Linked DNA regions of Mus musculus: all the other regions are linked to region 2. A link is a contact called in public HiChIP or PLAC-seq and promoter capture Hi-C data. All regions are on one chromosome and are shown on one strand. The core of a region is the stretch at or near the end of the contact, and the rest is flanking DNA. Distances in the headings are between cores, read along the strand shown.

Evidence for each region. Promoter capture Hi-C pulls out the DNA fragments that hold promoters and counts their contacts. HiChIP or PLAC-seq counts read pairs in DNA pulled down with a chosen protein or histone mark.
Region 1: a contact with region 2 is called in a promoter capture Hi-C map of hippocampal neurons, with 2.5 times the contacts expected there. The contact joins the enhancer-like site here to the promoter of Tmem126b in region 2. A contact is called at or near these places in 16 of 39 promoter capture datasets (the 3T3-L1 cell line, 3T3-L1-derived adipocytes, the C10 cell line and 7 more), 2 of 484 Hi-C or Micro-C datasets (embryonic stem cells and nephron progenitors), 8 of 115 datasets of contacts at active chromatin or transcription factors (the NIH/3T3 cell line, VIP interneurons, cardiomyocytes and 5 more) and 1 of 9 other capture datasets (pancreatic islet).
Region 3: a contact with region 2 is called in an H3K27ac HiChIP or PLAC-seq map of SST interneurons, with 5 times the contacts expected there. The contact joins the enhancer-like site here to the promoter of Tmem126b in region 2. A contact is called at or near these places in 1 of 39 promoter capture datasets (embryonic stem cells) and 4 of 115 datasets of contacts at active chromatin or transcription factors (SST interneurons, astrocytes, embryonic forebrain and 1 more).
Region 4: an H3K4me3 HiChIP or PLAC-seq map of embryonic hindbrain shows a contact between it and region 2, with 5 times the contacts expected there. The contact joins the promoter of Prss23 here to the promoter of Tmem126b in region 2. A contact is called at or near these places in 1 of 39 promoter capture datasets (pre-B cells) and 3 of 115 datasets of contacts at active chromatin or transcription factors (astrocytes, embryonic hindbrain and large pre-B cells).
Region 5: an H3K27ac HiChIP or PLAC-seq map of VIP interneurons shows a contact between it and region 2, with 11 times the contacts expected there. The contact joins the enhancer-like site here to the promoter of Tmem126b in region 2. A contact is called at or near these places in 16 of 39 promoter capture datasets (the 3T3-L1 cell line, 3T3-L1-derived adipocytes, the C10 cell line and 11 more), 1 of 15 datasets of contacts at CTCF or cohesin (the NIH/3T3 cell line), 7 of 484 Hi-C or Micro-C datasets (embryonic stem cells, forebrain, nephron progenitors and 1 more), 20 of 115 datasets of contacts at active chromatin or transcription factors (the NIH/3T3 cell line, the SCID.adh cell line, SST interneurons and 13 more) and 1 of 9 other capture datasets (pancreatic islet).
Region 6: a contact with region 2 is called in an H3K27ac HiChIP or PLAC-seq map of SST interneurons, with 6 times the contacts expected there. The contact joins the enhancer-like site here to the promoter of Tmem126b in region 2. A contact is called at or near these places in 14 of 39 promoter capture datasets (the 3T3-L1 cell line, 3T3-L1-derived adipocytes, the C10 cell line and 10 more), 8 of 484 Hi-C or Micro-C datasets (cerebral cortex, embryonic stem cells, gonadal supporting cells and 2 more), 15 of 115 datasets of contacts at active chromatin or transcription factors (SST interneurons, VIP interneurons, acute myeloid leukemia and 10 more) and 1 of 9 other capture datasets (pancreatic islet).
Region 7: a promoter capture Hi-C map of hippocampal neurons shows a contact between it and region 2, with 6 times the contacts expected there. The contact joins the enhancer-like site here to the promoter of Tmem126b in region 2. A contact is called at or near these places in 7 of 39 promoter capture datasets (cranial neural crest, embryonic stem cells, hippocampal neurons and 2 more), 1 of 484 Hi-C or Micro-C datasets (cerebral cortex) and 11 of 115 datasets of contacts at active chromatin or transcription factors (SST interneurons, embryonic basal ganglia, embryonic forebrain and 6 more).

Annotation. Positions count from the first base shown.
Region 1 is chr7:91,410,969-91,413,687 of GRCm38.p6, reverse strand. All of the region lies in intron 1 of Dlg2 (discs large MAGUK scaffold protein 2), which reads right to left. Among named protein-coding and RNA genes, the nearest start is that of Gm24552, 170 kb to the right of the region's middle. Within about 2 kb of position 1,392, at least 10 of the 459 cell types and tissues checked have an H3K27ac peak or open chromatin away from gene starts, as enhancers often do. A contact at or near this core is called in hippocampal neurons, where this site is marked.
Region 2 is chr7:90,474,610-90,477,330 of GRCm38.p6, reverse strand. Tmem126b (transmembrane protein 126B) reads left to right here and starts at 1,336. Exons shown (of 5, transcript NM_026734.2): 1 at 1,336-1,436. The coding sequence starts at 1,356. It also overlaps a transcript of Dlg2 not described here.
Region 3 is chr7:91,388,156-91,390,957 of GRCm38.p6, reverse strand. All of the region lies in intron 1 of Dlg2 (discs large MAGUK scaffold protein 2), which reads right to left. Among named protein-coding and RNA genes, the nearest start is that of Gm24552, 150 kb to the right of the region's middle. Within about 2 kb of position 1,432, at least 6 of the 459 cell types and tissues checked have an H3K27ac peak or open chromatin away from gene starts, as enhancers often do. A contact at or near this core is called in SST interneurons, where this site is marked.
Region 4 is chr7:89,516,239-89,518,939 of GRCm38.p6, reverse strand. Prss23 (protease, serine 23) reads left to right here and starts at 1,354. Exons shown (of 2, transcript NM_029614.4): 1 at 1,354-1,493.
Region 5 is chr7:91,428,763-91,431,514 of GRCm38.p6, reverse strand. All of the region lies in intron 1 of Dlg2 (discs large MAGUK scaffold protein 2), which reads right to left. Among named protein-coding and RNA genes, the nearest start is that of Gm24552, 190 kb to the right of the region's middle. Within about 2 kb of position 1,389, at least 7 of the 459 cell types and tissues checked have an H3K27ac peak or open chromatin away from gene starts, as enhancers often do. A contact at or near this core is called in SST interneurons, VIP interneurons and forebrain, where this site is marked.
Region 6 is chr7:91,217,085-91,219,784 of GRCm38.p6, reverse strand. All of the region lies in intron 1 of Dlg2 (discs large MAGUK scaffold protein 2), which reads right to left. Among named protein-coding and RNA genes, the nearest start is that of Gm24552, 25 kb to the left of the region's middle. Within about 2 kb of position 1,259, at least 14 of the 459 cell types and tissues checked have an H3K27ac peak or open chromatin away from gene starts, as enhancers often do. A contact at or near this core is called in SST interneurons, cerebral cortex and forebrain, where this site is marked.
Region 7 is chr7:91,261,145-91,263,844 of GRCm38.p6, reverse strand. The region is part of intron 1 of Dlg2 (discs large MAGUK scaffold protein 2); the gene reads right to left. Among named protein-coding and RNA genes, the nearest start is that of Gm24552, 20 kb to the right of the region's middle. Within about 2 kb of position 1,329, at least 89 of the 459 cell types and tissues checked have an H3K27ac peak or open chromatin away from gene starts, as enhancers often do. A contact at or near this core is called in SST interneurons, cerebral cortex, embryonic basal ganglia and 5 more, where this site is marked.

The DNA.
Region 1 (2,719 bases), core at 143-2,642, 940 kb before region 2:
CTCCTGCTTAAAGCCAGGCTTGTCATAGTGTCATTATGTGCCATATTTACTTCCTCTGTGAGGCATTATCACCATGCTCTTCCCTCTAGCAATAAGCCAATATTTTTTTCCATAAAGTGAGATGAAAAGAAGATGAAAATTTCAGAAAAACTGTACACCACAACCATCAGACAATTTTGCTTTTATAAAATGTAATTTTACATTTAAACTATGGTAGATTATATTTTTATTTTATACATCTATGGATGGAGTCATCAAATAATAAATATAAAAATAATAATCAGTTATCTGGAAGTTTAAAAAACATGGTAGATATTACACAATTCAAGCTTAATCAGTATAAATTTTCTTTTTTTTTTTTTTTTTTTTTTTGGTTTACAAATGATTTAGGAATCAAATAGCAGCAACTTTTCAAAGTGAAGTCTGTGTGATGGGGAAAAAGAAAAGGCTGGCTTGCTAGGATAACATGAAGCCAGATGACCTACAGCTTTAAATCACAGTCCAACAGGCTCAGTTTGCTTGAATAAGTATTCAGAGTCCAAGTTAGGTTCTTCAGTAAAAAGAAATGTAGCAAACATTATATTTAAAAAGATTCATTAGCCTAATCAGGGACTTGGATAGCAAGGAATGCAATTATATTAACCTTTCAAGAGATGAAGATATTTTGAAGGAAACTCAAAGATTTTGTTTTCAGCAATAAAAATAGAATTAAGAATGACACTATGATTTACAAAGACGACAGCAATACATGATGGACTGATTCTATAACTGTATGTACATATGGATAAAGCTGGCTGTATATTCATGTCTGTGTGTTCAATGATTTGCAGTAGCAAAAGAACTAAAGGGTGCTGTTTTACAATATTTCTGTGTGCATGGATAAGCTGTTTCATAAATGATAAGACTAGTCACTCTCCTCTATAGAGACCCAGGTTTAAATGGCAGAACATGATGTGAAGAAACTATACAATTCATTTATGTGTAGCAGGGGAGGCATGTCCATGTATTTTCAGGAATTTGGCTAAGAGATATTGGTCCTCCTCATTTCATTTCATTTCATTCCTGCCCCAGATGTTGCCAACAGTGCAGGATGCCAATTTCATTGATTGCTTATGCTCAACCCAATAAAAGAATGAGAACTCGAAGCTTCCTTGCAAGGTCTACTCAACCCATGTCATCTTCTGGGTTTATCTGTCCCTTCAACATCAAAACTCTTGTGGTGGGCTGCTCCTACAGATAACAGTTCAACAGTCGCAGATATTTCCATTTCAGACAGATAGTTATTCATAAGCATATCTGAAAGGATTTTGGTCGATCTGCTTCACGCAGCAGAATTTGAATAAGCATTTGCTTCTGATTTCGCCCACCACTGCTCCCTCTCTCTGCTGCTTTTAAAAGCATCTGCTATCACAGATGCAAAAGATATGTCGCTATGAGCAACTGCTCTGTTTGGAGGAGCTGTGTCTCATGCCTGAAGTTCACTGGTACCCACAAAGCAATGAATGGAGAAACTCTCACAATCCACCTGGGTCTAGTCAAGAACTTTAAAACTTATCCTTCCTACATGTTTGTGGCTTAAGAGTTTTGACTCTATAATGCTTGATATACACAAATGGATATATGTACAGTAAATGGGAGTTTGGGAGAATAGCAATAAAATTAATACTGATTAAATAGCTGTGACAAAAAGTATTTTTTGTATGTTTTCTGCTCTGATAATTTATCTCTGTAGCTCTTGGTACAATACACACTTTGACTTGTTTTCCCCACACACATTTCAATTTATCCATGATCACTCATTATAATCGCACATATTGTCCTGTAACACAAATATTTCATATATCATATATCATACTTTTACTCTCTGATATGTATTTGTACTATTTTCAGGGTTTTCTTTGCTTTCTCTCTTTAGGAATGAAGCTACTTGAGGAAATGTAGTTTCCTTGCATTGCTCCAAGAAACATAACTAGGAAGAGAAAGTCTAAGTCAGAATGTTCAGTTTTGACAAACGGTAATAATTTGCACCCCCCCCCCTGCCCAAAAAAAAGGTTACAATCCCAACGATGTAAAAGTATTAACTTAGGATCATCTGAAAGTGCCAGGAAGCTTATGTTTTGCTTCGAACTTATGTTCCTTCATTACCTGTGAGGTTGGGTGTCTTCTCTCTCTCTCTCTCTCTCTCTCTCTCTCTCTCTCTCTCTCTCTCTCTCTCTCTCTCTCCCCGTCTCCCTTAAAGAGTTCTTGCTTCATTTGTTTGTTTTGATTTTTTGAGACTAGGTCTCACTATGTAGCCTAGCCTGGCCTCAAACTTGAGATCCTCCCAAGCCTCTAATTATTTGCCACACACACACACTACACATACTACACACACACACACACACACACACTACACACACACACATACACTACACACACACACATACACTACACACACACACATACACTACACACACACACACTACACACACTACACACACACACACACACACACTACACACACACATACACTACACACACACACACACACACACATACACTACACTACACTACACTACACTACACACACACACACACACACATAAGTATCTAAATATATAAAAGCAACGTGTTAAATCTGTTTAATATTACATTTAGTGCTACATTTCATGGATGGCCACTTGATAATGAATAATCAATTAGTGGATCATCCTTGGAGAATATTAATGTCCCCACTCTC
Region 2 (2,721 bases), core at 87-2,586:
GCAAAAGAGAGATTCAAAGGCCCCCTTCTATTTACTGGTTCTGTTTCTCGCCCCTCAGTAAAACACTATCCAGCTTGTCACTTTCCTATTTTTCTTCTGTGGTCTCCAAGCCCCCAAGGCTTGATCCTTAATGCCCCTCAGATCCTGATCCTCCTGTGTATTAACTGAGAGGATTGAAAAGAAGGAAGGCAATCCCTTGGCATGGAGACATTAAAGTGACAGTGCTATTCAATGGGCACTTGATGCAGGATGATTTGGCGAAGCAGACTTCTTCACACTGGAGTCATTCACATCATGCCATCTCTTCGCAAACAAGCAGCTTCCTATCCGGCGAAGAAAAACACTGAGGCTGCTGGAAAGGAGAAACCAAACCTTCCCCAAAAGGTGTTTTCAGAGACGCTGTAGTAGTATTAGGCATGCAATCACACACTATGCAAATAGTCCGCGATTTCCTAAATGAGAGTGCAGCTGTTTGGCTTCCACATCCACCCTTTCTCAGTCTCTCTCCAATCTACCCACCTTCCTTTTGCAGAAAAGACATTTCTCTGCCACCGCTGGCCACCCCTGCCCACACCCCGATCTTATACAGAAGAGCACCGAAATGTCCTGCACCCTCCAAGCGATGAAGTGTTTCCTCGGGCAAGAGAAACAGCAGCACTAGAAATTATATAACTCTCGAATTTGGCTTGCCTAAGACATGGAGACTGGAGGGTCGGGGGTTGCGGGTCTGGCAGACGCTGCTGGGCATTTCACGTGCACGGAAGCGCGCCTGGCCTCCTCGCAGCACCATCCACCCCTAAAACACTGGCCGACCAGGGCTCTTCGGGGGAGCAGGGAAAAGGGATATTTCTAACTGAACCCTTTCCAAGCGGGGCTTGAGGGTGGACTATGGGGACTGAAGACTGTAGAGAGCAGGCTAGCCCGTGCTGCTGTGGCCGCGCCGGGGAGACGGGCTGGAGGCTCTGAGGAGGAACCTTAGAAACCACAGCCTTAACACACCGACCGGGCCGAAGGAACTACCAGGGCTCGGTTACCCCAGCCGCCCTGAGAAGAAGGCGCGCAGCAACAGGCCTGCGCCCGAACCGCCCCTGGTTCCCTTCAGGTTGGCCAGGCTGACAATTTGGCAGAGGACAAGGCAAGGCTGGCTAGGGGCGGGCCCCTGACCCTGAGCCTTCCTCGGAGCCAATGAGAGATCGCACTTCTGCGACGCCACGCCCAACCTCCGCCCGGCTGGAGGGCGCGGCTTTTGACTGGGTGGGGGAGTACCGGACTAAAGGTACGAGCTGTCAGACAGCTGCAAGTCCCGCCCCAGGCGCTCCGGCCACGCCCTCCTGTCAGTCACGTGAGGCGCTAAGATGGCGGCGTCCCAGCGACCAAGTTGGTCCGAGTCGAAGGTTGCTGGTGTTGTGCAGGAGGGAAATAGGGAAGCACCCCAGGTAGGCGGAAATCTAGGGTGGTGTGGGTCGCCTCCTCGGAGATGATGCACGTGAAGGATTTGAGCAAATAGAACCGAACCCGACTTTATGTAGAGTGTAATCAAATCTCTAGTTCCGAACAGCGTAGACCTGAAGTCTACGCCGATTAAATGCAGCTTGTTTCTCTTTCTCGAGGACCTTTCTTCAATTACAAATACTTTATCGCCTTACCCCACCCGGCCCGACCTCCAGTTCTCTCATTCTGTTTAAGTCTCCTGCATTTTATTGATTTGATGTGTTCTGACTTAACGCAAGGTTATGATGGCTTCTTGAATGCATTCACTTTTTTGATTACCCGAGAACCTAATATCCACCACGGCTGGACAAATCATGTTGAATAAAATTCTGAAGGTCAAATAATACACTTAAAGATACAACACACACACACTTTGCAGGCCATACGCCCACACAAATGCACTTAACGTGTATAAGGATGGTGATCTAATCAGTTGAGTGACTTTGAACTTCCTTAACTCTCAGATTAAACGTTGGTTGTGGCAAAAATCTTCATTTTCAGTTCTTGCTGAAAGACTTCCTTGGAATCTGATGATGGAGCACTTGTCAGGCCTGAAGCCCAGGCGTCTATACCAACAGCACAAAAATAAGTTAAAACAAAACAAAACAAAAAACTCTGGGCAAGTTAATAATCTATATCTCCTTAATTAAGGAGAGTGTAGTGAAACCCTTGCAAATGCCAGATGCCAAAAATATTTGCTGTTGCTTTTGATTATTTCAATATTGACTGTCCTGCAGCCATAATTGTGGGTACCCTTTTCCCCAAAGCTGTCTTAAAGGCCTGGAAATTTTCTGTGGGTGGTGAAGAGGGCTGTTCAGGGAATTGGATGAGAACAGAACAAAAATTTCTCTACGTTTTTTTGATTAGCCATGATGCTATTAATATCTGCCTTCATCGTACACTAGATGGATTGGTTAGAGAATCCTCCTTAGAAAATACTATTTCTTCTTCCATTTTTCCATTTGGATAGCAGAAGGAGGGGGGAGCAAAAGATGTAAGTCTAGTCCCCCCCAAAAAAATATAATTTGTAAAGTATTTTATGCCTGCTCTGCCCACCCCCCTTCTCAGCTATCTTAAAGAACTGACTTAAATGCTGTGTTGTATTAAGGCAGAAATACTGGTCTTTTGATCAATTGTATACCACCTTAAGAAGATCAAGGAACCCATTCTTTGTGTGTGTTGATTTCCTGGAGTCAGGCTCCATTTTTTTTTTCATTAATTTTAGGCTTA
Region 3 (2,802 bases), core at 183-2,682, 910 kb before region 2:
TGTCTTTGGAAGCATTTAACTTGTCTGTAGTCTATCTATACATTTTAATTCTTTCTCCATCACCAAGAGAACTTTATTTCTTAAATGTTCTTGAAGTATGTCAATAGTCTGAAACATTTCATGGTCAATTCACCAATATTTCATTTGACAAGGATGGAGAAAGAGGTATAATTTCTTGATTCCCAAGTGTAATCTAAATGGCAACAACTACTCTATATTAGTATTTCTGCAAATGAGGTGTTGTTATTTACATTTGAGAGTCCAACATAAACAGATAGATCTCAGTCCACAAAGCTACAAGTATCTACTGCTTCCCTTGTGTAAGGTGAGAAAACCAAAGGAAACTCCCAACTTCTCCTTTATTATCATTTTAATTGTACACACAGGGGCAGTGATAATTTGACAGGTGTATTCATTATGTAGTGATCAAATGAGGCTAAGAAGATGGACAGTTACGTCTTAACATTCAGAGTATGAACAACAACAGCAGGCTACCATAATGTCTTCATAAAGAAAGTCTAAGATTACATGATGACAGAATAGTAAGTGTTTACAGCAAAATGACATCAGTGGATTTTTAAGCCCTCTCATTCTTAAAGGCCCTTATTAGAATTTCTATTTTCCTAAATTCAATATTCTCTTTCTTTAAAGTAGGACTAATTTCTGTAGTGGAGCTGTATAGATGTGTATTGATATTCCATACTCTACTTCCTGGTCAAGATATCCTCATTTAAGATCATTTGGTTTCAGCTTTTTATACCCAAGGAAGCAAACATTCACTATTACATGACTGAAATGGGGTTAATGGTAGACTGTAATGTCCAGCATACTTTTTGACCTGTCACAAGCCCTTCAAAAATGTTGGTGACCTTGCAACCCCATAGCTCCACATCTTTGTCCTCTTGGATGAGATTAGCTCTTTATTGCAGCAAAAAGAAAAAAAGAAAAAGAAAAAGAAAAGACTCTAGGAGACTCTCTGAGGAGCTTTATCAGGCTTGTAGACACAGAGGGGGCTGATGGCAGACAACGATTCCAGCGTTGTGCAGACTTGAGAAAATAACCCTCTGACCCCTAACTGAAGGCAGTTCCTCAGAACCATTTTTGTAGAGGCTCTGATCAAAATGAGGGTATGCTGGCTTTAAAGGCAGGACCAGGATCAAATTCCTTTGGGTCCCCAGAGCACACATCAAACAGACTGCTGCCTATGAAGCAACAATACTAGGAATGTGACTAAACTCATTCAAGACAAAATTTCTTCTTGAAGATTTTACAATAAGAATAGAGAAAAAGGATGCCTACTGCTGTCTTTCTCTTTGTGGGTTTGTTTTCCTTTGGGAAGCAGTCTCCAGAGAGACAGAAAATGAAGCTACAGCAATGGCCCTGCTAAGGTACCCTTCACTCACGTATCTGCCAATGCAGTGACTCATGAAATTCACAATGTGCTGAGACACAGTGAGCGACGCTTCATATAAAATTAACATAAGCGAAAGGTTACTTGAGGAAACTGCATTACTTTTTTAGGTGACCCACTTATGGCTAAATTTGGAAAGCTGGCAAGGCAGACCTCACAGAAACAAGATACTATGAAGCCTGGGGCCCAGATCTTTACCGGGGCATCATTATAGGCAGGGCCACTTGGCCAAGCCAGATGCTATAGATGTGTCTGGTCACCTCAGGTTGCCAGTGTTTCCTCGAGCAAGGGGGAATGACAGAGCTCAAATTATGAATGATTTAACAGCAACAACAACAAAAAACTTAAGTAGGGTAAGTAGATACTAAACAGTCTTAAACACTATGGAAATGCTAATTTCTGTAGCAAGTGCATACAGTAGCTACTAACATTTTCTCTATAAAGAGTCTCAGACACAAAGAAGCTGGGCATCTCACCATAGGGATGAACTGTCTATGGTAGAACCTCCATCAAAAGAGAAACAGTTTGCCTCCAGAATATCTGTTTTTGACCCCTACCCTGATTAATGTTACATAATATTGTTACATGGATAATTATCTCAGAAGGAAAATGTAGTGGAATGTTTGAAAGTGCTGGCTTCCAAGCAAACTGGGTTGGATTCTGCATGTGCTTCTGTGAGCTGTTTGCACAATTTAACCTCTCCACTTAAGTTTGCTAGGTACAACAACCCACGTCATCAGTGAACCTGCAGGAATAAATGATGCAATGTCTCTTAGACTATTGCTTGGCAAATATCAACAGTCAACATTTCCTAATTAATATTATTCATTTAAAAGGAAAAGAACACTTTGCTTCCTGGTTATTCAGAGATGTACTAAAATGTCTAATGACTTTTATGAGATATGTGCACTGGAAGAAAATCAATTTTGTTACTAGACAGACTATAAGTTCTCACCTCTAACTCAGGCTGGCTCTAACCTTACATGAGTCAATCACTGTGAGCTTCAGTTTCTTCATGTCAAACTACAGGGAGGATTCAATGAGCTAATAGTATAATAGTAGATAAAGTGGAACCTAGCCAAAGAACAAAATAATCAGTTAGATTAAGTAATTATTGGATTCCCTGCCTTGCTGCATTGTAACCAGAGTTACCAAAATGTGCTGATAAATTTACATCTCCAGTATCTTTTTGCTAACCTCAAAATATTCAGCAACTAAGTGATGGGCCTAAGGTAATCTTGGGATCCAGTACTATTTTAAACCAATATGTATTCAAATATATTAATCCTCTATAGAGAATTTAAATTATTGATGTGTATAATTAAGTAAAGGCTACATATTTTCAATAAGTCTGGACAAATCAATGTTAGTCATCTATCAAGCTGCATGGT
Region 4 (2,701 bases), core at 105-2,604, 960 kb after region 2:
AAACACTACTCAACAATGTGTTCAGGGCTTTCCTATTTAAAGGCAAGGCAAACACTAGCTCACTGGACATGTCACTAACATCCTGGTGTGGAATAGGATGTCAGGCCCTCCCTTTCTGAGGGCAAGCTTTGACAGGAAAAAAGGAAGGCTACTCTGGGATTGACAGGAGAAAAAAGAAGGAGGAGGAAGAGGAGGAGGAGGAGGAGGAGGAGGAGGAGGAAGAGGAGGAGGAGGAGGAGCAGGAGGAGGAGGAGAAGGAGGAGAAGGAGGGAGAGGAGGAGGAGGAGGAGGAGGGAGAGGAGGAGGAGGGAGAGGAGGAGGAGGAGGAGGAGGAGGAGGAGGAGGAGGAGGAGGAGGAGAGAAGAAAACGACCTCTGCAAAATTTTGTCCTACTGTTCAGGAGCTGTCTGACTGCTAGCAAGATTAGGCCTCTCCAGTCCTCCAGTCCTGAGGGGAAATCCACAGCTCCACCCTTTTCATCTCCATGACCTGCATGAAGGGTTGGTTCACAGAAATGGATGTGTGGATAGTCTTAAGAGACTACTAAGACTATATAGCATTAGATATTTAAATAGTGAGGTCACCAGGCTGACTCAGTCCCCCAGGTGTGGACTTCTCCAGTGATTTAGGGAAACAGGCACCATAAGCTAGGAGGTGGCTCCACCAGCTGGTGCCCTGGTGCCCCAGTAAAGACCAGGCCGGGGGCGTCACCAGTCAACCCCTGGGAAGCTGCCAAGTCCGCGATCCCTTGCTGTGCTCTGGGACCCAGTATGCTAGCAGCTGAACTGCAGGGCCTGCAACCTCGGTAGCCTGCCTCTGGATTACAAACTGAGGTACACTCTAGAAGCGCTAGAGGAGGAACTAAGGTGGAAAGGAGCTCGGTCGTCACTATTCAAGGCGCACAGAATGCGCACGGGTGAGGAGCTTACAAGTTTGAATTCTGCTTTGCAAACTTGCCTAGCGGCGCTCCACGCACCCGGGGTGCTGGAGGACTGGAAGGTTGGAAGGGACCGCCCACTCTGGAGCATTGCTTTAGCAGACTCTGGGCAATGTAGACCCCTAGAACTTGGTGTGAAGTTGTCTAGAGCGGGAGAGTGCAAGAGTCACTGGTAGGAGCCGTTCATCGGACACGGTGCAGGGGCATCGAGTACGGGGACCCGCTGGTGGTGACGCGCTGCGGAGACCCACCTGCGCGGGGCCCGAGGGTTCTGGACCTCTGAATAGCAGGGTGACGCTGGCTGGAGGCAGGCGGCTAGGGGAAGGGGAGGCGACGGCCGGCGGGCTGCGCGGCTCGCGGCTGGGGGCGGGGCGGGAGGGCCCGGGAGGCGAAGGGGAGGGGATGGGGGGCGGACCGGGTGCTGCAGGCTCTGCTGGACCTCAGGCTCGCACTCGGCCACTCTGCGGAGCAGGCATGGGAGCCGCGCGCGTCCTCCGGGCGCCCACACCTGTCTGAGCGGCGCACGGCCGCGGCCCCGGCGGGCTGCTCCACGCGGGTGAGTGCGATGCGGGGACCCGGCGTCTCCCGCTGGGTCCGAAGGACCAGGCGTGTGCCGGAGCCGGACAAAGAGTCGGGTGCGCGCGGGGTGGGGTGGCTGCGGGTAACACCGGGGAGTTTGCCGTGGCTTCCGCACAGACTCTGGGCTTAGGACAAGAGCCTGAAAGAGCCTCCCTCCCCGGACACCGGCTCTGTACAGCGTTTGGATTCACTCAGTGTCTCTCTTAAAGTGGATGGGGAAAAGAAGGTTTTGAAAGCGCTGTCTTGGATGCAAGGTGTTGTCTAGGGGTCAAGTGGAGCTGTGTATGGCAAGGTGTCCCTGGAGAGGTCAAGGTAGGCTCTCCCCCACGAACACACACTGTAACCTCTACCATTTTCTTTCTTTGAGTTTTGCGCCTACTGTATCTGACTTCATCGTGCTCTGAGCATTAATTTTTAACCTGGCACGTGACTATGAACACACCTTAACAAGCAAGAAAAAGTCAGCAAACACAAGTTGGGATCAGGCTCTGTGCTGGGTGCCGACTTTGCTCTGAGTGCTAAATCTAGAAAATTATGCCTGGGCTATCAACAGTTGTTGGAAGCAAATATTTCTTCAGCATGTAGCCATTTATCACAAATTGCTAACTGAAAGAAAAGATTTGCCCTCCCCTAGAACTTTTAAGAGAGGAAGATGTGTTTAGATGGAGCAATACCACCCCCTCCTGAAATGGAGCCGATTCTCCCTCCCACCTCCCTCAGAGCATCCCTTGAGAAAAGCCTCTGATTAAAATCCTGTTTGTTTTATTGTCCATTGGGTGACATCCACGAGAATTTAGAAACAGCCCGTAGCCTGTGGAAAGTTCCAGATGATTCAGGATCTCGGTTAGTATAGAAATTGCTACTCCCAGGTCTTGTAAGTGAACTTGAGAGGTCCTAGCGAATGCCTTAAGGACAGATAGGTCAATACAAAATAGCCTTATCAGGCTCTGTGAGAAGAGTTTGATTTATAGTTGAAGTTAGGTTTTTCCAAAATCCCTATTGCAAATTAGTATCAGGATATTGTTAGACATTGTTTCGGGGGGGGAAAGTGTTTAAAAGAACTATTACCTGTCTTTCTAGGAGTCTCCTAGGAGTGAGGTACAGTAGTGCATGCCTGTGAATCCTAACACTTCGAAGGCTGGGGAAGGCCAGTGAACTTGAGGCTAGCCTGTGTTATTCAGTGAA
Region 5 (2,752 bases), core at 140-2,639, 950 kb before region 2:
CTTGCAAACTTGAATCTGTGGCTTCGCTATAGTCCATACGAAGACTTTTCTAAGTTACACTCTCCCAACACGTTTTCAAACGCCAAATGAACTGCCGAATTTCAGTAAATATATATATATATATACCTTTTTATCTGTCTCTTTTCAGTTGGTTTCTACTGGCCAACGGGTAGTCAGAAGAGAGTTTTCTTTGGCTGGGTTCTAGGGCACAGTAGATTAGAATCTACTACCGATGTATTGAGAAGGCAAATATATTAATTTTGAACACTTTATGTAGTAACTAACTACGTACTTACAGTATAGAACTTGTACTTTTTCTCATTGTCATTTAACCAAATCACTTAGAAGTCATTAAAAATAAAGTTTGGTGGTAACAAGAGGTAGGGGTAGTGAAGGAAGAGTGCAAGGAAGCTGGAGATGGCGTAGCTTGGGAACTAGTGTCCCTGCAATGTATGTGTACAAGAGTCATTATAATATACCGATATAATGAAGTAGTTCACTTAATGACTATGCTTAAATAAATAATCAGACTCAGCCTTTGGCAAGAATTGCCACAGTTCAGTTGAGTACTCAAATATATCTCTCAGCAAGCATTTTATTGATTTCCCACCAAGGTTATAATTTAACAAACACGTAATATTGATTTGTTTTTTAAACTCCATTCTCGAGCTATGGGGATCTCTGTGGAATTGTAATTCCTTCTAATTAAAAGCTTTCAAAATGCAAATATTTGCCATAAGGCATGGAGCACCATATGTTTCGCTGTAATCAAAGCACAAACTTCACCTCCTAAGATCTGCAAATGTCACTCTTTGCTGATTGGAATTTTTTTGTTTTGCCTTTCATTGACACTTTCCACTAACTTTTGTAAACTTTCGAATTCTATTTTAATTTTAAATTAATTAAATTACAGTTATTGAGCACCTGTCTGGAACGAGGGTCTGGACTGAGCCTTAACAAGCTGCTTGTGACAAACTTCCTCTACTCATTTTTAGCCACCACACTAATGAGGAACGAAACACTGATAAAGACAGATAAAGGTAGATATTCACATAGATAAACTTGTAGGAAGAAGAACCTATCTCCAAAAGATTTATCACCTTGGACTTAACCATCTTGTATAATTGTGGGAAACTCACAGGAAGAAATTAGTCTCAACACCCTTTGAAATTCCTTTTACGATTCAGAGAACATCCGCTACAGGGCTATATATAATCTGAGCTCCAAATCTACAGGCGTCATCTTTTTCTTTAAGTCAAATGCAGTAGGACAGCTACACAATATTGATTCCAGCCGATGTTCTTCAATGGAGCAACTTAAGTCAGCATATAAATTGCTAGCGACTATTACTGAACACTCACAGTGGGCTAGGCACGATTAATTCAGCTGAAACTCATTAATCCAATGACTAACTAGGTCCCCATTAGGAAGGTTCACATTTTACAAATGGCCAAGCAAGAGCAAAACACCCAGCTGAAATGCAACAGAATTGGCAGGCACTTTCATCATCTGCTGTTAATTGGAAGAAGTAGAACTTAACTTTATTCAGAAGAATGCTTCATCGTGGCCTTGGGAGCTAATGGAGTCTCAGGGGATCTGACTGGACTCCTCTAAGACCCTTCCAGGAGAGATGGCAGCTTTCTACAAGGAAGGGAGGAGGCCTGTGTGCCCAGTGATCCCCAGGAAGAATGAGTAACACCATGATACCATTTTGTGTAGACATGCACAGGTTGCTTGCCTTGAACATAATTTATGTACAGGAAAAATAGAAGCTTTATTGAGGCAAGAAGATGGGGGCGGTTGCTGAACTTAATTTTAAAGGGAGAGGCTACTGTTTCAGGTCTGGGTTACTAACTTTGCTGTCAAAGAAAACAAATAGTGTTCCGGAGCTGGGGTACTCACATGTTGCCACCAGGTCTTGTTGCTGTGCTTTGGCCATGATCCATCATCGCTCATTATTATCCGATGCTCATCACTCCCAGCCCCAGAAATCATTTGCTAGGTACAGATCATGCATTTTGTACTTGGCTATGTTAATCAAGAGCTTTGTTCCCCCTTCTTTCATGGACTTGGTAGTCTGGTTGGGTGGGCAGATATTAAGTGCATATGTGTATGTAATTACCCTGGTACAATAACAGGTTAGTTGAAGAAAGCACACACTGCATGTGGTGTACATTATCAACAAGTAGTAAGGCTCAGTATGGGTCATAAGGCTCAATAGGTCAGGTGACAATGTGACAGCCGCTTCTTTTTTTTTTTTTTTAATTAGGTAATTTCCTCGTTTACATTTTCAATGCTATCCCAAAGGTCCCCCATACCCACCCCCCCCAATCCCCTACCCACCCACTCCCCCTTTTTGGCCCTGGTGTTCCCCTGTACTGGGGCATATAAAGTTTGCAAGTCCAATGGGCCTCTCTTTGCAGTGATGGCCGACTAGGCCATCTTTTGATACATATGCAGCTAAAGACAAGAGCTCCCGGGTACTGGTTAGTTCATATTGTTGTTCCACCTATAGGGTTGCAGTTCCCTTTAGCTCCTTGGGTAATTTCTCTAGCTCCTCCATTAGGGGCCGTGTTGCCCATCCAATAGCTGACTGTGATCATCCACTTCTGTGTTTGCTAGGCTCCGGCATAGTCTCACAAGAGAGAGCTATATCTGGGTCCTTTCAGCGAAATCTTGCTAGTGTATGCAATGGTGTCAGCATTTGGAAGCTGATTATGGGATGGATCCCTGCATATGGCAATCACTAGAT
Region 6 (2,700 bases), core at 10-2,509, 740 kb before region 2:
CACCAGTATAACCTGTTAACTCCTCTCAGTCCCAAACTTTGTATCCGAAAAGTGTGACTTATAAAAAGTGTGACTGGAGACACATACTGAGATAATGGTTTGTTCTGCACCATATAAAAAAATTCCTGAAATACCACCCACCATTTGTACACACAGGGCTCACTATCTACATTTATTATACAGAGAAGGAGAAGGGAAAACTAAACACTTCTTAATCCCAGGCTGGGACATCCCAACATCACTAAATACAGCCTGGAAGGATCACTGCATCCCCCGAGATGACACAGTGTTGTAGCACAAGATCCTCAGAGCATTGAGTTCTCATTACACCGTTCCTCCTTTCCTCCAGCCAGGCAAATGGTGGTTCCCTAGGATGGAGCTAAATGATGCCCCAGTGAGCAAGCAAGATCTCTGAGGCATACCACCTGGTCTGGTTTGCCTGCCCTCCCTGAATATTGGCACTTAGGTGGCTATAAGACAGAGCTGTAGATGATCTTCAAAAGAATGGCTGCAACCACAGACCTACCTGCATTATAAATCTCTCTGGGACACCATGCCCCATGTTCAGTAACACAGGCAAAGCTCTCCTCTTTACATAACTCTTCTTTTTAATTAAGGCCCAGGAGGCCAAATAAAGACTCTGAAGTAAATCTTGATGCAGCTCTCCTTTTGAAGAGTAATGGCCTTCATAAGAAGATATGTTTTTTTTTTTTTTTTTTTTTTTAAATCTAGGTCTCTTAACTGCAAACCCAAACAAGTACAATTAGAGTTCCCAGGCACTGTGAAGTTCATTAAGGCAAATCAAGAAGTGGTGCAGGTAAAATCTAATCTCTTGCCTCTCGCATCAAAAGCCCCCACACTCGCCCACACTCCATCTCTGGTGGACTAAGCCCTGTGTCTTTTCCAGACTGCCTCTCCTCTCAGCAGCCTCTCTGGTGAGTTCGCCTCCAGGGGCCTCCTCTGCTTTCTGTTGTTTCTGTAGCAGCCAGACTGTTTCTTTCCTGCTCCCTCCCTCCCCAGGGTGCTTCCCACTCCTGTGGTTTGAGTGTCTTCCCACTCCTGTGGCATGTGTCCTTCTGGAGCCAGATCTGTTCACTCACTCAGTCCCTCTGGCTTTTCCCAAAATGATCCTCCTATTTGAACTCACGTTGTTCACACAAAATTTTTTTCTAAATTCATCCCTCTCTCTACACCATTTCTGCTATATACGGATGAAGTGCTCATTTCCACTCTCTGACCTCGTTACCCAGTACATGCATCTGTCACCTTACTAAGTATGGTAATTAGACACCCAAATATGCACTTCCTCTAAACTACCCTGGGCTGCTGCAGAAAAGGGAATATGCTTCACTTATGGTCGGCCCCAAATTCCATTTCTCAGCTCCTGGAAGACATTTATGAATACATGAATGTTTCTAATGGTGACAGATACATCCCAGAACACTCTGCAAACTCTCTCCAGGTTCATTCAAAACGTTGTGGGACCACAAGGAAAGGAGAACCCAAATCTAGTTTACAAAATGCATCTAATTGACATTTACATCTCAGGTCATCAGCTAGGGAGAGGGAAAACAGAAAAGGTCTGGGAATAATGGGGATCTTTCCTCATTATTCTCAGTATGTGATTCAGATGCTCAAAGAACAGAGACCTCCCATATAAGCTATGGTTAGGACTCAGCACATTATGCAGACCGAGAAGTTGTTAAGAGATACTTACTGAATACATGCATACATGCAGTCAGTGTCTAACACTGTGAGGAGCATTTTTCTCATTGTGACCTAATAAGACCAACCAGGGTAATAACATTGCTATGTATAGTTGTGATACATTAAAGGGCATTTTCTTATGATTATTTATAGTAGATCTCTTGGCACAAATTGTATGAATATAATAACATACTGCAAAATTTCCCAACATTGTTGCATATATCACTGTGAATTTGCCGTTATAAATGAATCCTCTAAGGAAAAAATACAGTAAAGGCATATTTGCCACATGATTATTTGATTGTCTATATCCCCTAATGTATTATTTACTCAAACACTTGAAGTGCAGTCATCCAATAGGACTCCAGAAATTGGCACATTTCACAACAAAATATGCTGAGCATGTACATAAATGTATGTAAATGTTCTCAGGTTTGAGCCAAGTTCCTTGCCTTTGTTCTCTTTCTCTGACTTAGTCATAGAGAGACTCATGAGGACTTGGGGCCTCTGGCTTAGTCACAGAGAGACTCATGGGGACTTGCGGCAGCTCTGTGCTTCCAAACTGAAATGATATTGCCAAATAGTTACCTATATGCAAACTGAACTTAGTCCTACAGCTTTTGTACGTAGTGCATAGAAGACTGTATGGGAAATGAGCAGAAAGGACACAAAGGAAATCATCTAGGAAGAGCAGTTTGCAAATCAGTTCTCCAGACTAGTTTTTCAACCTTCCTTGGGGGAACAATGTAGAAATGCTGCCCTTTCCCAGGATTGTTGGGCAGTATGCTCAAACACAGCACACAAAGACCTCCTGCAACCCCACTTACAGCTTCTCAAAGCCTGAGTGAAAGAGGGTCAAGGCGAGGGCTAACCTTGTATTTTAGAACGAATCTTTATGTGTAATCCCTTGTCGGTTTCTCAAATCCAGAGGAAAAGCTCCCCTGAGACTATTTTCCCTTGCACTGTTTTTTTCCCTTCTCAATTTTACCTGTC
Region 7 (2,700 bases), core at 80-2,579, 790 kb before region 2:
GTAAAAGCTCATATTCCCGGCGAGCAAAGAACAGGTACTGAGACCACTTTTGGGCAATAACCTCGCTAACAGCAAGTTCTGGTAGATCCACCACAGCCAACAAAAAAGCTCTAATAAATCTTTTCAAACAGGCAGCCCTGGATGGTAACCTGTTTCAAAACCCTTTAAACCTCGTTACTTCGAACACTGAACAATCTTACACAACTCCAGGATGGGGTGGTCATTTGCTTCAAACTTCACGAAGAACTGTGCCGGCCATCTCTTGTTAAACATTTGGCTTGTTGGTTTCAAATGGACTGGTAAAAGCGAAGACTATCCTACAAATGAGGACTACATATTTACATCTCTAGACTTACTGACAAAAGTAGACATAAGCCCCTCCCTCACCGTTGGAAAAGCTACTAGAAACCAAGCCTCTCAGTTTGATCTGGAGAACTTCTATGGTCCCGGGTTTATTAGCCCACAGCCCTGTTTCAGGGGTGAGAGTCAGTCTGATGCTTTCCAGAGCATCCATACCAGCGCCCGGAGCTAATCACTAGCTAAAAGCAAGAAGAAATCCCAAGCACCGAGACATCTAAGGCGCCCTCTTTTCAAGAGTGCTTGTAGCTTCTGTGTGCTCCATTCAGGGTCCTGTCACCATCTAGCTATCATGCTAACTAACACCGGGCACTGGAAAAAAAATCACTGAGCTCTCCAAATCCAAGCCGGCTCCGCGAGTGGACAGAGCAGTCACACAGCATCTGTCAGTCTCCCAACAGGCAGACACATAAACAAACAACAAAAGAAATTGTTTGCTCTCCCCAGGGAGGCCAGCATGCATTAAAATAAGACATGAATCCCTTGTCCTACCTTGCATCCAAACATCAACGACAAAGTGTTGTTGGTGCAAGCAACTTTGCAGTGGCAAATCATTGGTGTAAAACAGTCAGGGTCCTTAAGAACAGGGGACATTCCTTTTGGGCTGCGGCAGTGGCAGCTCTCTGGGGGAACCGAACTTGGTGCTCACCCAGTTCTCGGAGCGACAGCCTGCCTAGACAGCCTAGACAGAGCGGCAGCTGTAATCGCTGCCCCCTGCGCCTGGTGCAGCCATCCCCGAGCCTAGGTGCAAGCACTGCTGCCGGCAAGTACAGTGCGTCTCGGGGTCTGTCTTCCCAAGAGAACGAAGGGTGGGGGAAGGGACAGAGAGCGAAGAAGGGTTCCCCACTATACGGAAATTGAAGGAGGTAAAATAAAAATAATTATAAATAAATCAATCAAAATAAAAGGAAGCAGAGCGCTTTTGAGGAGGGTTCAAAGGAGGTGGGGCAATATTAGCATGTAAAAGGATGTGCCCGCCTACTCGCCCCAGTCACTCTAGATCGTCAAGCAAGCTGAAGGGGGTTGAGATTATTCCCTCTGAAGGAAATTTTAAAAAAGAAGAAAGAAAGGGGGGGAAAAATCCACAATGCAGTTCCCAATTTGGTAAGAAGCCAGTGGCTTGCTGCTGCAATTCAGAGTCACCGTGGGGAGCGCTGGCCCAGAGAAGTGGGAGGGAGGGGCGGGGTAAGGGAGAGAGCGGTGCACGCGGTTCGCCAGCCTGGTGGCGCTCCGGGTGCCGCCAAGAAGTCCCTGGCTTAAGCAGGTGGGCCATTCCCAAGTGACGTGACCCCGAGAACACACAGGACCCTGTTACTACTGCTGCCTCAGCGTGGACGTCCTCAGATGCTGAGTTCCTGGGAAGAGGCGGACAGCGCCCAGCAGTGGAGGGACTGTCCTCCCCACCCCCATAGAAGAGCTAGTAGAGGAAGGAGGAGGGGAAAGTATCCAGCAAAGAGAGCTGATGCAGTATTAGGCTCCAAAAGATTAATGCTTTCCGGGTCAGCGAGTCCACTTGCTCTACGGGTTGTGAAGGGGGCCTCAAAGCCAAGCCTTTATCTGCTAATGACTTTTTTTTTTTTTTCAAATTCAAAAGATAAGGACATTCTGCTCCTCCTCCCTTCCCACCCTTTCGACCTAGGAGGTGCCATAGAGGTTCCCAGAAGCCACGGAAGTATCCATGCTGTTCTAGTATGAATGATAAGACCAATATACACTTTTTGTTTTGGCTGTCTTGGTTTTGTTTTTATAAATGAGACTGTGAAAATGCAAAAAGATTTTTTTAAGTTAGCAAGCAGCTAACACAGCTGCAAAATAGCTTAGTGACAGATTTGAGAAAGTGATAAGGAATGCAAGGGGTAGGGACTTGGTAAACTTAGCACTCAGAGTGCTGCCTGGGTACCATTCCTCACAGAGGGTTGATGGAAAGAGCAGAGATATCATCATCAGGTTTGGAGTAAGAAGGCTGTGTGTGGCTGTGTCTGTCACTCACTGTCACTTGCATGGTCTGAGTGCATTGATGTCTGATATGCATCATAACACCTAGAAAGAGCTGGGGAACAAGGTCATTAACTCCTGGGCAAAGACTCAGAACAGGGCAGTGGCTCTGCTCTCTGCTTGCAAACCTTCTGTTGGGCCTTAGAAATCGATCTGTCACTTGTTCATGCCATACAATCTCAGTAAGGCATGAAAAGTAGGTTCATAGAAAACACATGGCAGATAGTTTGAAAACCAGTTTTGCTGATGACCTCAGGGGACAGCTCCAGATTTACAAGGCTCCAGCAAGAACAAAAGAAAAAAATAATAAGAAGTTACTAGATAAAAAGTAGTATCTTATATTCGATC